Regions from separate parts of the Anser cygnoides genome. Here all the other regions are linked to region 3. The links are chromatin contacts, called in public Hi-C maps. All regions are on one chromosome and are shown on one strand. The core of a region is the stretch at or near the end of the contact, and the rest is flanking DNA. Distances in the headings are between cores, read along the strand shown. Region 1 holds the start of SH3D19 (SH3 domain containing 19). Region 2 holds the start of FHIP1A (FHF complex subunit HOOK interacting protein 1A). Region 3 overlaps SH3D19 (SH3 domain containing 19).

Region 1 (3,529 bases), core at 740-3,239, 34 kb before region 3:
GCATGATGCACAGCTGGCAAAACTTTCAATACAGTCTCAGTGAACTAAGCTAATTCTGTGAACTCGAACCAACTCTTGATGATTATCAACATTAAATAACCAGGATCCTTCCATATTCTGTTTCTTGATATTTTGGGGAATGTTTCCATAATCACAGGTAGAATGACTTTGTTCAGCATGTTTCTCGTAAACCTAAGATCTCTCCAAATGTATTTTTCAGTTTTATATGCTTGGAAGTTTAATTAAATTTTCCAGATTCTTCAAATTTGTATAATGTTCTATCATATATTTCTGATTTTTTTCCTTCCTTGGTAATTTTCATGATAGTAAGCTTCCCTTCATTCTCCCTCCTCTCCCCCCAGCAATAAACCACATAGTATTAAAAATAAATATTCAGGAAGCAGAAAATTGATGGTTCTTATCATGCTGTGGTTAGTGGTGTTTAGGAGCTGAATACAGGTGCTGCATTTGGGCTCCATTGCAAAGAAACAGAATACAAACAACACATCCCATTTGTTTCGTGTGGGAGATTTTTTGTCATGTAGGCACATACCATCAACTTTACTCGCCTCTGGTGTTGTTCCTCATACTTTTTGTGTTTGAACTTCTTTTTTGTGTATTTTGTTGTTGTTGCAGGTAAGGCTGCGTGGCACACCCCTGTAGAGTATCTGCAGCAGAAGCACCCCATTGGGGAAATACATATCCAGTTTAGATCAAGTACAAGGTGTTGATCTGGCGCTGGAATTTGTGAGGTGAGATCTTTTGGCTAACATGCAATCCATCCATGCAGAAGTCATCTGAAGCATGAGGCTTTTGAGAACACATACCTGTAGTGGCAGGTTTAACTTGTTTGTAATATAGTCCTACTGTACATTCAGTTTTATGCCTGGCTTTGTGTGCTTTTACAGCATAAAGCCTTACATCCTCCTAACGTATAACTATTATGCCCCTTGAACACTAAGCACTTAAAGAGGAAAACCAAAACAGAATAACTGTTAAGGAGCAATGATTGTAAAGTCAGGCACTGAAACACAAAGAAACACATGGCCGTTCATTTGTATTTATGTATTGTGATACATTTTTTTCTTCCTGCGTGGTACTTTTTTCAGCAGAGTAGATGGTGCTTAGTGAGTAAACACAGATATTGCTCAACATTAGGATTACTCAGTGCTTTGTTGTATCTTCCTGGCCTAATTTGTGGTCACATACTTTATTTAGTGTCCACTTTTCACCTGCTCTGAAGCTGAATTTTACTTCCTCACGTGCTTTCTTTCAGCGATGCCCAGTGTGGAGTCACCTGTAAAAACATTTATGACTTGGTTTTACAATCATATTACACAAAGAAGCGATGTTATTTCAATTCTAGTTATGGGCAAGTGAGGCCCAGGAAAGAAAAAAAAAAAAAAGGGCAAAAAACTACAGCTTGAGTTTAAAGCGTCCAACTTGGAGCACAGCCAGATTCTGCATATCACTTCTGTGCTGGAAGTGTGTACCTACTGGTTGCAAGTGCATCCATAAGATCACTTATCCGTGAGTAGTTTGAACACCAAGCCAAAACCTACACCCTGCAGGTCTCGAGTTAAGGCCGGCCATCAGCTGAAGGCCTTCCCTCGCCCAGGGAGCCCCCCAGGCTGCGGGCGGGCTGCATTTCTGCACCCCCCGGCCCTGCCGCCATGAAGCCCGCCCCTCAGCGAGCTGCCCCCGGGCCGCCAGCTGGCCACCCCCTCGCAGTCAGCGACCTTTTCGTCCTGTTAAACTTTTCTCTTTCCAAGGGGAGGGAGCGGTGGCGGTGCCCCCGGCGGCGGCCGCCAGGTACCTCCCCCCGCCGCCTCCTCCTCCCCCTTTGGCGGCGGTGCCAGGCGGCCGCGGGGCTTCCTGCTGACGGCGGCGAGCCGCGGATGGGCAGGAAGGGCAGCCGGCGCCTCCGCTGCCCTTCTCCTCCTCTTCTTCCTCCTCCTTTTCCTCCTCCTTCTCCTCGGCCGCCGGCTCCCCCCAGCAGCGCGGGGCAGGCCCGGCCGGGGCCGGGGCGGTGCTGAGGGGAAGGCGCCGGCCTCACCCGCCGCCCCTGGCCATGGCAGCCCCCGCTTGCTGAGCGCCGCCGCCCGCGGGCCCCTCGCCGATGGCCGAAGCCTGGAGGCTGGAGGAGGACGAGGAGGAGCTGCGGGAGCTGGGCAGAAGGCACCGCAGGGGTGCCCTGGGCTCGGCGGCAGGTGAGGGACCGGGGCCGGGGGCGCGGGGCGGCGAGGCTGCAGGTGCCCGCGTTGGCGTTGGCCCCGGGCGGGAGGGCGAGGGAGGGCGAAGGGCAGCGTGAGGAGGCCCGGTGCCACCCCTGGAGCCTCCCCGGCAGCGACAGAGGGTTTCAGCTCTTCCAGGCATGGTAACCCGCACGGTGTGGCCAAGCCACCAAAGGGCTTGGCTCCTCGCTGCTGGAGCCCTGGTGGCACGCGCCAATTCTGGAGCAGATCCTGCTGCAGGAGGCTCTGCTGGCCTGAGAGGCCACAGGACTAGGGATCGTGGGGTGGTGGCTACTGGGGTCATCATGGAGCCCATCCTAACTGGCGTGGGTATGTGGGGTGGAACAGCTGGCACTGAGGACCTGGTGACCCCACAGTGTGCCTTGACTTGTGACTAGCCCTAGCCTGGTCAATGGGACTGGGTTTCCCTGGGGGGCTGGATCACATGGGCAGCACTGCTGGAGCGTGTCATCCCGGTCAGTTTCACTGAAATTAATTCAGGGCAGGTGCATCTGTACAGCTGCCCAGCGTGAGCCGAAAGCGTGCTCTCAGAGGGTGATCAGGAAGTACGCTCTGAAAGCCTGCTTCTCCAAGCTAATGCTGAGGCAGACACGCATTGTCCACCAGACACGTCCGGACGTTGGAGATACCTTACCAGGAAACAAAATACGTTACTGATTTTTCTTGTAAATGTCAAGGTGGATGGAACATCTAGGTATAAAAATTATATATAAAATTGCATATGATTGTTTCCGTGCAGGTAAGGACTGCAGGCCTTGGCAAACAGGAGGTGAGAGCTATTGTGTACAGGAAGGCATGGAGACAGGAGCTTGGGAACAAACAGGTTGATATGGCTTTATAGGTAGACTTGAAGGTTGTAGTAAGCTTTTGTTTGATACAAGGACATCCAGTGGATCTTGGTAGTAGTTGAAGTAGTTTCTTTAATTTGATTGTTGTTAATTGAAAAGCAATGCTTATATCACTTTCTCTATCTTCACAAAGTTGGTAAATGCAGCATTTTCCTCCTCTCTCACTGTAAAATTATTTCCAGAATCAACTGTTTTCTTAAAGACAGTTTCCAGGGAAAATATCAGCTACACTGCATATTTAAAATTGAATTCCAAATATTCTGGCAATTACTAATTATGGTAAAACCATAATGCCCTAATAACTTTTACAATTCATGTGGTTCTGTATCCATTTGAGCAACAGGAGTATTCTCTTGCAGATGAGAAAAACAGCAATTTGAGGGCTCCCACTGCAGAACAGAGTTTGCAACACACAGGCCCTGTGGC
Region 2 (3,811 bases), core at 26-2,525, 62 kb before region 3:
CCACGGAAATAAGGCCCCAAATCCTTCTTAGGGCTCCAAGGAGGGGTGAAAGCCATGTTATATGGATGAAAAATACCACTATGGAATCTGGAGCATCACAGTTTCACACTGATCATCAGAAAACATCTGGACAGAGAAAACAGCGGCAGATTCTGCAGTATTTTTCATCTCAAAAAGTATGACAACGTATAAAAATAACTCTGATTTGGAGGTATTTGTCTTCTTATCCGTGTCTGGGCCGTATTAATGCTAATCAGAAGACCAATCACAGACCCTGGGCAGGAGAAGGAGGAAATCCAAGTGAAATATTACCTCCAAATACCGCCAAGCCTGCCTCAGCATTTCTCAGTTTTAAGAAATCACGCGTCCTGATCTGGCAAAGCCATAGCAGCATAGGTCGGTCCCACTCGCAGTCCCCTAACAGACACCGCACCTCCACCTGTGCCTGCGGATGTGTCCCCACAGAGCCTCTCAGAATCACGTCAGGTTCCTATTGACAGGCTCAGGTGGCAGAGCAGGCTCACAGGACACTGCTAACAGCTCCTCACTGCCTTGAAGGAAGACAGCAGTCACTTTATCAAGACTAACTCAGACCTCCGCTTTGCTTTGGTGCCCCAGGAAAACACCAAAGGAGCCTTCATAAGTTTTCGTAAGTGACGCAAGGAATTTCCTGAGGAAAAAAAAAGGTTAGTATTACCGGAGCGCTAACACAGAAGTTTGAACCCAAACCGGGAACTCATGGATAGTGTCACAAAGCCAACAAACCAAGTGAAAAACACGCCGGTGTCACACCTGTGAGGAAAAAGTCTCCCCGGGCAGCCAGGAGCCCTCCCCACGCTCTCACCTCGCTGCTCGCCCCGTCCCGGCCGGCTTTCTGTCAGGAAACTTCGCAGCCAGGTCGCCCTGCAGCCCGGCGGCCGAGCCGACCCTCCTCTCGCTCCACCAAAACAGATCAGGGGGATTAGGCCGGCCTTATTTCCCGTGACCTACATTGCTGCCCTGCGCGGCCAGGAGGCGGGCAGCAGCCACCTCCCCAGCTCCCCCCGGCACCCCCTCAGCCCCTACCTGGCGCGGCGGGTCCCCCTCGCCACGGCGGAAAGTTTCCCGTGGGGGCCGCCCCGAGCTCCGCTCGCCCAGGTAAAGCGGCCGTGGCCGGCGCTAACGCCTCGGAGGGAAGGAGGGATCCCTCAGCGAGCGCCCCGCAGGCTGCGTGCCCTCAGGGCGGCCATCTCGCCCCGCGGCGGGGCGGCTGCAGCGAAGGGCAGGGCAGGGCAGGCGGCCCCGGCTTGGCAGCGGCCGCCCGGTTCGGGGGAGCGGGGCCGGGCCGCTGAGTCAGAGCGGCGGGGAGGAGCCGCCACCTGCCCGGCTCGGCCAGGCCCGGCCGCGCTGCCCCCTGCCGGCCGCCCGCTCCTGCCTCCGCACGGGGGAAGGCGCCTGAAGGCGGCCCGAAGGTTTGGGGGGCGGCTCTGGGTACTGGGGAAGGGGCCTTCAGGCTCGGAACGGCAGTAAAATGATAATAACAACGCGTGGCATATGGGTCTGGGGCTTTATAAACGACGGCTGGGCCCGTGGAGGGAAAGTGGCCCCGGTTATGTGCGTCACTAGATGGCACTGTTATACACACACCTCTTTTTTTTTCTTTTTCTTTAGGTGGTGCAGCAGCGTACGACTACCTGTCCTCGCAGAAGTGCTGGTGCTCCTCGGGGTGCGTTTCTCCCAGCAGCAGCCTTTCAAGGCCTCTTTCCTCGGTGAGTCGCCGCAGGCCTGCAGGGCCTGTTCCCCCGTGTGGGGCTGCAGGGCAAACAGAATCCAAAAGTCATTGAAGCTGAAAATGATGTCCAATATCATCTGGTCCAACCATCCCCCTACCACCAATGTCACCCACTAAACCATGTCCTTAAGCACCACATCCAACCTTTCCTTGAACACCCCCAGGGACAATGACTCCGCCACCTCCCTGGGCAACCCGTGCCAACACCTGACTACTCATTCTAAGAAGAAATGTCTCCTAATTTCTAACCTAAACCTCCCCTGGCGCAACTTGAGGCCGTTCCCTCTAGTCCTGTCGCTAGTTATCTGTGAGAAGAGGCTGACCCCCTAGCTCATAGAAGATGACCAGCTTCATGCCATTGACTTCTCCTACATGGAACAGCAGCAAACCAGAAGTACTAACAGCCTTGTTAAGTCTAGCCCAAGACACTTAAGAATTAGATAGAAATTAATGGTAATTTTCTATGTTAGCTATAGGTTGTATTTCTCTATACTTGACTTTAACTGCAGTAGACTCCTGTTGGTGAATACTTAAGCATGGTTTGCTGTGTCTTCCTTTCTTCCTTTTTTTTTTTTTTTTAAAGGCTTCAAATAAATTAATTAGACTGTCAGGGTACTGATTGTGATTTTGCTAATGACTCCAAATAGGAATAGACATTGGCCTATTAAAGTAACAGCTCATTTACATAAAGATATAATATAATTTACCAAGTGTAATGGTATTCTCTGTGAGCTCAGGAAGTGTTCTCTCCAAATGCACTATGTAATTAAAGAATAATTCACTAAGGTTGCTAACTACCTAGGTCCTCACAAACTAACTCACACCTAGGTATGGTAGAGTTAAGATTTCCCAACCCAGGACAAAGCCATCATCCAAAAATCCAGTCAGAAATTAAACTAACTTGAGTCAGGTTCCTCCACTTAGAATAACTGGAAGAATTAAAATATCTTGACATGTTGAAAGTAGGTCTAAGCTTTTGGAGTGAGGTGTGGGGGAAGCAGCTATTCCAGAGATTACAGTTCTTCCCTCTTCTCCTGTTGTTTATTATTTTCAGAACTGCAAGATGAGTTGTTAGTTCAACATGATTCTTTAATTGTAAATGCTATGGTAGAAGTGCTCAGCAGAGGTACCAAAACATCCTCCTCCTCATAGTCTGAATCCACAGTGAATGTTGCCCAAATCTCTGGCAGTTCATTTCTCTGTTGGAGACATGTATTCCTACGTTAGATACAGTATTTCTTACCATTTGTTCAGGAAACAGCTTCTGTGTGCTGCCATAGCACTTGGATTCGCAGGTAGGTGGCATTCAGCATCTGCCTACGACAGCAGAGCAGAAGCCAGCTTGGGAATTTGGTAAAAGTGTCTAGAGGACTCCAGCAAAAATTGAGAGGATACTTCTGTTTAAATTGTTCAGTCTCAGCAGCGTGGGAGTTGCCAGCCAGCGCACAGATGCCTTCATCATAAGTGGATCATTAAGGAGTAAGCCTCTGCAACAGGATCTGTTACAGATGCTGATAAAATCCATTTCATTTCTTTCTATTGCTGCTGTAAGCATTTCAAAAACACTCCATAATTATTTTTCATGTGGTAGTTAGGTGGAAGCCAAGATAGCTGTCCCTTTATATCCCTATCTCTTAATCATCAGATAGACTCTTCTATCACACAGTTAGATGGAAGAGATGGAAATGTAAAGATGGCTTATCACAAACTCCTGCTAATCCTCCTAGTGGCCCTTTTTGTTCTGAAGGCATTCTTAGCTACTAAGAAATACTTCAACATAAAACAGTAAGAGGCATAATAATTGACTGACAGGATATTTGCAAGAAGTAAATGTAACAGAAGTTCTTAGTGAACAGCATATACCTGTCTTGAATGTTGTGTCATCAGGACAAGTGTGCAGTGTCTGTAATAAAGTTTAAGCAATAATTACAGCTATTTACAGCAGTTAGAGATATAACAACATGCGTGGTTATACTTTTGGTCACCAGTTTTACTCCATGGAAAGATCAGGTTTTCTAAAGAAATTCCATGAAGTTTCTC
Region 3 (3,464 bases), core at 755-3,254:
TTTACAAAACTTTAAGCTTAAAGATAACCTTGCCACTATAATTACATTCTCTATGAAGTACACAGACTATTGAAGAAAGTCTAATATCCATACTTTATAATAGTTAAAGACCTGTAAAGATACCTTGAATCCTGTGGATCTGGATCAACAGGTTTCCCCTATGCCTTTGTCCTCCTCATCCTTCATTATTAAAACAGGTTTTATTCATCTGTGAGGTCAATTACAAAGTTTTTGGAGCTCACTCAGCCACCAGCTTGTGTTCTGATGTACAGAGATGTATGAGGCAAGCAGGATGTCCTGTCAGTGGCCACTGAGGGCTTTGATTTGCTGACTGAAATGCCACTGCAAATAGTTGAATCAAAGAGCCATTCTTGAGAAACAAGCTTCGTTTCATACTGCTTAACAGCAGAAGTAGGGCACTGTCATCTCACGCCATTTGCAAATGCAAAAACTTTGCAGACTTTAATGGTAAAGAATTTACATCTGAAAAAGCTGCAGTTTACAGCTAAGTCTTTTTGTCTGATAGAGGCTTCTTCCCTACACTTTTCACCCTTATTCTTTTCCCTAAACACAGTGCTGGCTGAGCCCAAATATCCTACCTCTATCACTAAGACAACTCAATGATACTCGCATTTACATTCACTGTGCTGCATTACGATAACATTTTACACTTAAAATTACACGTGCTTTCAACTGCTAGAAATATTTACTACCAAGATTAAATTGTCATTAAAGTATTTGCAATATTATTTCTCAATTTCCATCGAGACATATTTGCAGAGGTATCACAGAAGTGAGTACGAATTGTTGATAAATAGGTTAGATCGTAGATTCTTGACTGTTACAGAAGGGCCAAACTCTTCAATAAGCAGGGCCCTCCGTTCTTGTCATACACATTTTGATGGGAGACAAAATCCGTAAATAGACAACGAAGACTGAGAATAACTTGAATAATGCTCTGACAATTTGTCTTTCTGGAATGGGCAAGTGCATGCAGTCCTCTTTGGGGCAAGGTGCAGTGCAGCTCAGGTTGTCTGAAAGAAAATGCAAAGTGAAAAGGGGAATTCTGTCTAGCGTGTCTGTAGCTCTGGATCAGGAAAGTGTTAATTTGGGATACACATGAACTGAGTGATTCAGATTCACACTAAAATTTGGGGTGTTTTAGCTTCAAGATCTAAGCTGGACATTGTTAAGTGTGGAAGCTGTTGCATGTTGATGACTGCAGTTTGCTGCAAGGATCAGTGGGTGAAATGTTATCATTTGCTGCTTTGATCTGCTTTTACTTCCTTCCAGTGTCCTGCCATAAAATTGAAGGTTCGGTGGCTGAAATACCGTCTCCAAGTACGACAGTGACAAGCACATGAATATGGAATAAGTGGCTGAAGCAATAGCTAGAAAGCCATTTCTGAAACCATCTCCCTACACTGATCAATGCGAGCTGTTCTAATTAGCTGAGCAGCTGGGTTTTAGCTGCTTCTTAACTACGTCCTTGCTTATCCAAGCAGTGGGAAGTCACAGTTGCTCTGTTCATTTAGTGATGCAGAAGCAGACATCTTCAGCATAGTGATGAGGATTGAATTGTAACTGGGCTTAATTACTGCTTCGGGATTGCTTGCTTTTGGGGCCAGGCCCAAGAGAGGTAAAGTGGTACCAGGGTGAGTCTGATTTCCTAGATCTGTAGTATTGAGCACTTGATTTCTTAGGTGACCGGATCTTTATTAGTTCCCGCAGGGCCATGGGGTGCAATACCCCATTACTTAGCAGGGAAGGTGAGGGTGCTGTCTTCATGTTCCAGAGCGGCCACGATGGTGCCAGGCCACTGCCAGCTGCTTTCTGCTGGTGATCGTCTGATCTCCCAGCGAGCCAGTCTGGGCAACCAGCACGAGCAGAAAACCAAACCACAACAGTGAATCAGCTGATGCCGAAGGGCGAGAAGAACAGCTGACCCAAGGCAGAGCCAGCGTTTGGTGATTTGCTGTCTGATCAGCCGCACGTTGGAAGTGAGTCACAGGCTAAAGGTCGTGTTTTGTGTGTGGAGGCTGAGCTGCTTCCCACAAGGACAGCCGCTGGCCTCACTGGCTGCCCCTTCTCACCACCTCTTGCATCACCCTGGTGCTCATGGGGAGCTACAGCCAGCTGGAGCAGTCAGCCTGTCTGCCTGAAAACTAATTGGGGTGTTTGTTATTAGCAAAATCACATGGCTGATCCAGCAGACGTGGCCATGTCAGCACCGGCACAGGATGGCTGGTGGAAATGGAGAGCCTGTACTGGCTGTGCACTCTCTGTTTGTCTTATACCAAGGGAGAAACTGCATCTCGGGTCCATGTGTCACGTAAACTAACAGCTCTGTCCTTGGCCTGCCATCTGCATGGTGGTAAACTCAGTCTTTTGCACCAGCCTTAATTTTACTATAGAAATACTAACGTCTTTCTGGAACTCAGTCTGCGGTGAAATCATTATATTTTGAATATTTTGTTTGGAATAATGTTTTCTAAATAATATTAACAGTTTCCTAATAAGCTTTAAAAAGATTACATTGTGGTACGTTGGCTATTAGGAAGCTAGCATGATTTCTAGAGGAACTGAGAGGAATAGATCGTGCCTTTCATTATTCTAGTGTTTTACCTCGCAGTGATTTCAACATCAGCTATTGAAAAATTCTTGGCTGGCATTCCAAGAAGTCACAAGATATTAAAAATAGCAATGTTTTAACTTTTTAAAGTGCCGGTGTAAAGAGTCAATAATTATCACAACTGAAAATGTGTTAAATGCCTTTTACGCAGGTGTGTGAACCAAAGGACAGATGTCCGGAGAAAAATCCCATATAATGTGATGTGAAGGATAAATCTTTGGAGCAGATGCTTCACTATATTTGTTTTCTAGAACAAGTGATTGTCCTTTTTCATTTTTTTCTCACCAGAAAAATCTCTAGAACAATGTATGAAATAGGTGTGATCGGTTTTCCTGTAGAATACTCATCGTTACGTCAGCTCTGATAAAGAAACCAAAGGTGTCCCTCCTGCTAGAGGGAGGTTCCTGTGGGAGCAGGCGCTGTAGAGGGTTGCACGATTCCTGCAGAGCACCCCATGCGTGCCACAGAATAGGAGGGTGAGTGGTCGGAGGTGGATGAAGGAAGGATGCTGAGACAGGACCATAGCTTGGGATGTCTTTTTTATCCCAAGCAGTACTGCAGCCCATAGGGCAGAAGTCTGTAGGTAGCCTGGGGAACCCCCCCTACATCGGTGAGGGTGTGCTTACAAGCAGGAGGGAGGAATCACAAGCCAGCACTGCCTGTGGCCTCCAGCAGCAGGCAAAGCGCAGCATGAGTCTGTCAGTGCTCAGGAGCAGAGCCGGCAGACGAGTCCCTGAGGTGGCCTCAGCTGGGCTGGAGCCACTGCTGCTCCCAAAACAGCTGGAGGATCCCTGGGTGAAATGCAGACCCTCCCAACAGGCACAATTCCTTC

What was found. Hi-C and Micro-C count contacts between places; a contact is called where the count stands out from the background.
Region 1: a contact with region 3 is called in a Hi-C map of liver, with 2.4 times the contacts expected there. The contact joins the promoter of SH3D19 here to the enhancer-like site in region 3. A contact is called at or near these places in 2 of 7 Hi-C or Micro-C datasets (both in liver).
Region 2: a Hi-C map of liver shows a contact between it and region 3, with 17 times the contacts expected there. The contact joins the promoter of FHIP1A here to the enhancer-like site in region 3. A contact is called at or near these places in 3 of 7 Hi-C or Micro-C datasets (granulosa cells and liver).

What each region holds. Positions count from the first base shown.
Region 1 is chr4:46,829,559-46,833,087 of Taihu_goose_T2T_genome, reverse strand. SH3D19 (SH3 domain containing 19) reads left to right here and starts at 1,989. Exons shown (of 20, transcript XM_066996730.1): 1 at 1,989-2,210. The coding sequence starts at 2,120.
Region 2 is chr4:46,856,643-46,860,453 of Taihu_goose_T2T_genome, reverse strand. FHIP1A (FHF complex subunit HOOK interacting protein 1A) reads right to left here and starts at 1,275. Exons shown (of 14, transcript XM_066996734.1): 1 at 1,066-1,275. LOC106032250 (a long non-coding RNA gene) reads left to right here and starts at 1,318. Exons shown (of 4, transcript XR_010831515.1): 1 at 1,318-1,451; 2 at 1,651-1,748.
Region 3 is chr4:46,796,076-46,799,539 of Taihu_goose_T2T_genome, reverse strand. The region is part of intron 2 of SH3D19 (SH3 domain containing 19); the gene reads left to right. Among named protein-coding and RNA genes, the nearest start is that of SH3D19, 33 kb to the left of the region's middle. Within about 2 kb of position 2,004, at least 3 of the 3 cell types and tissues checked have open chromatin away from gene starts, as enhancers often do. A contact at or near this core is called in liver, where this site is marked.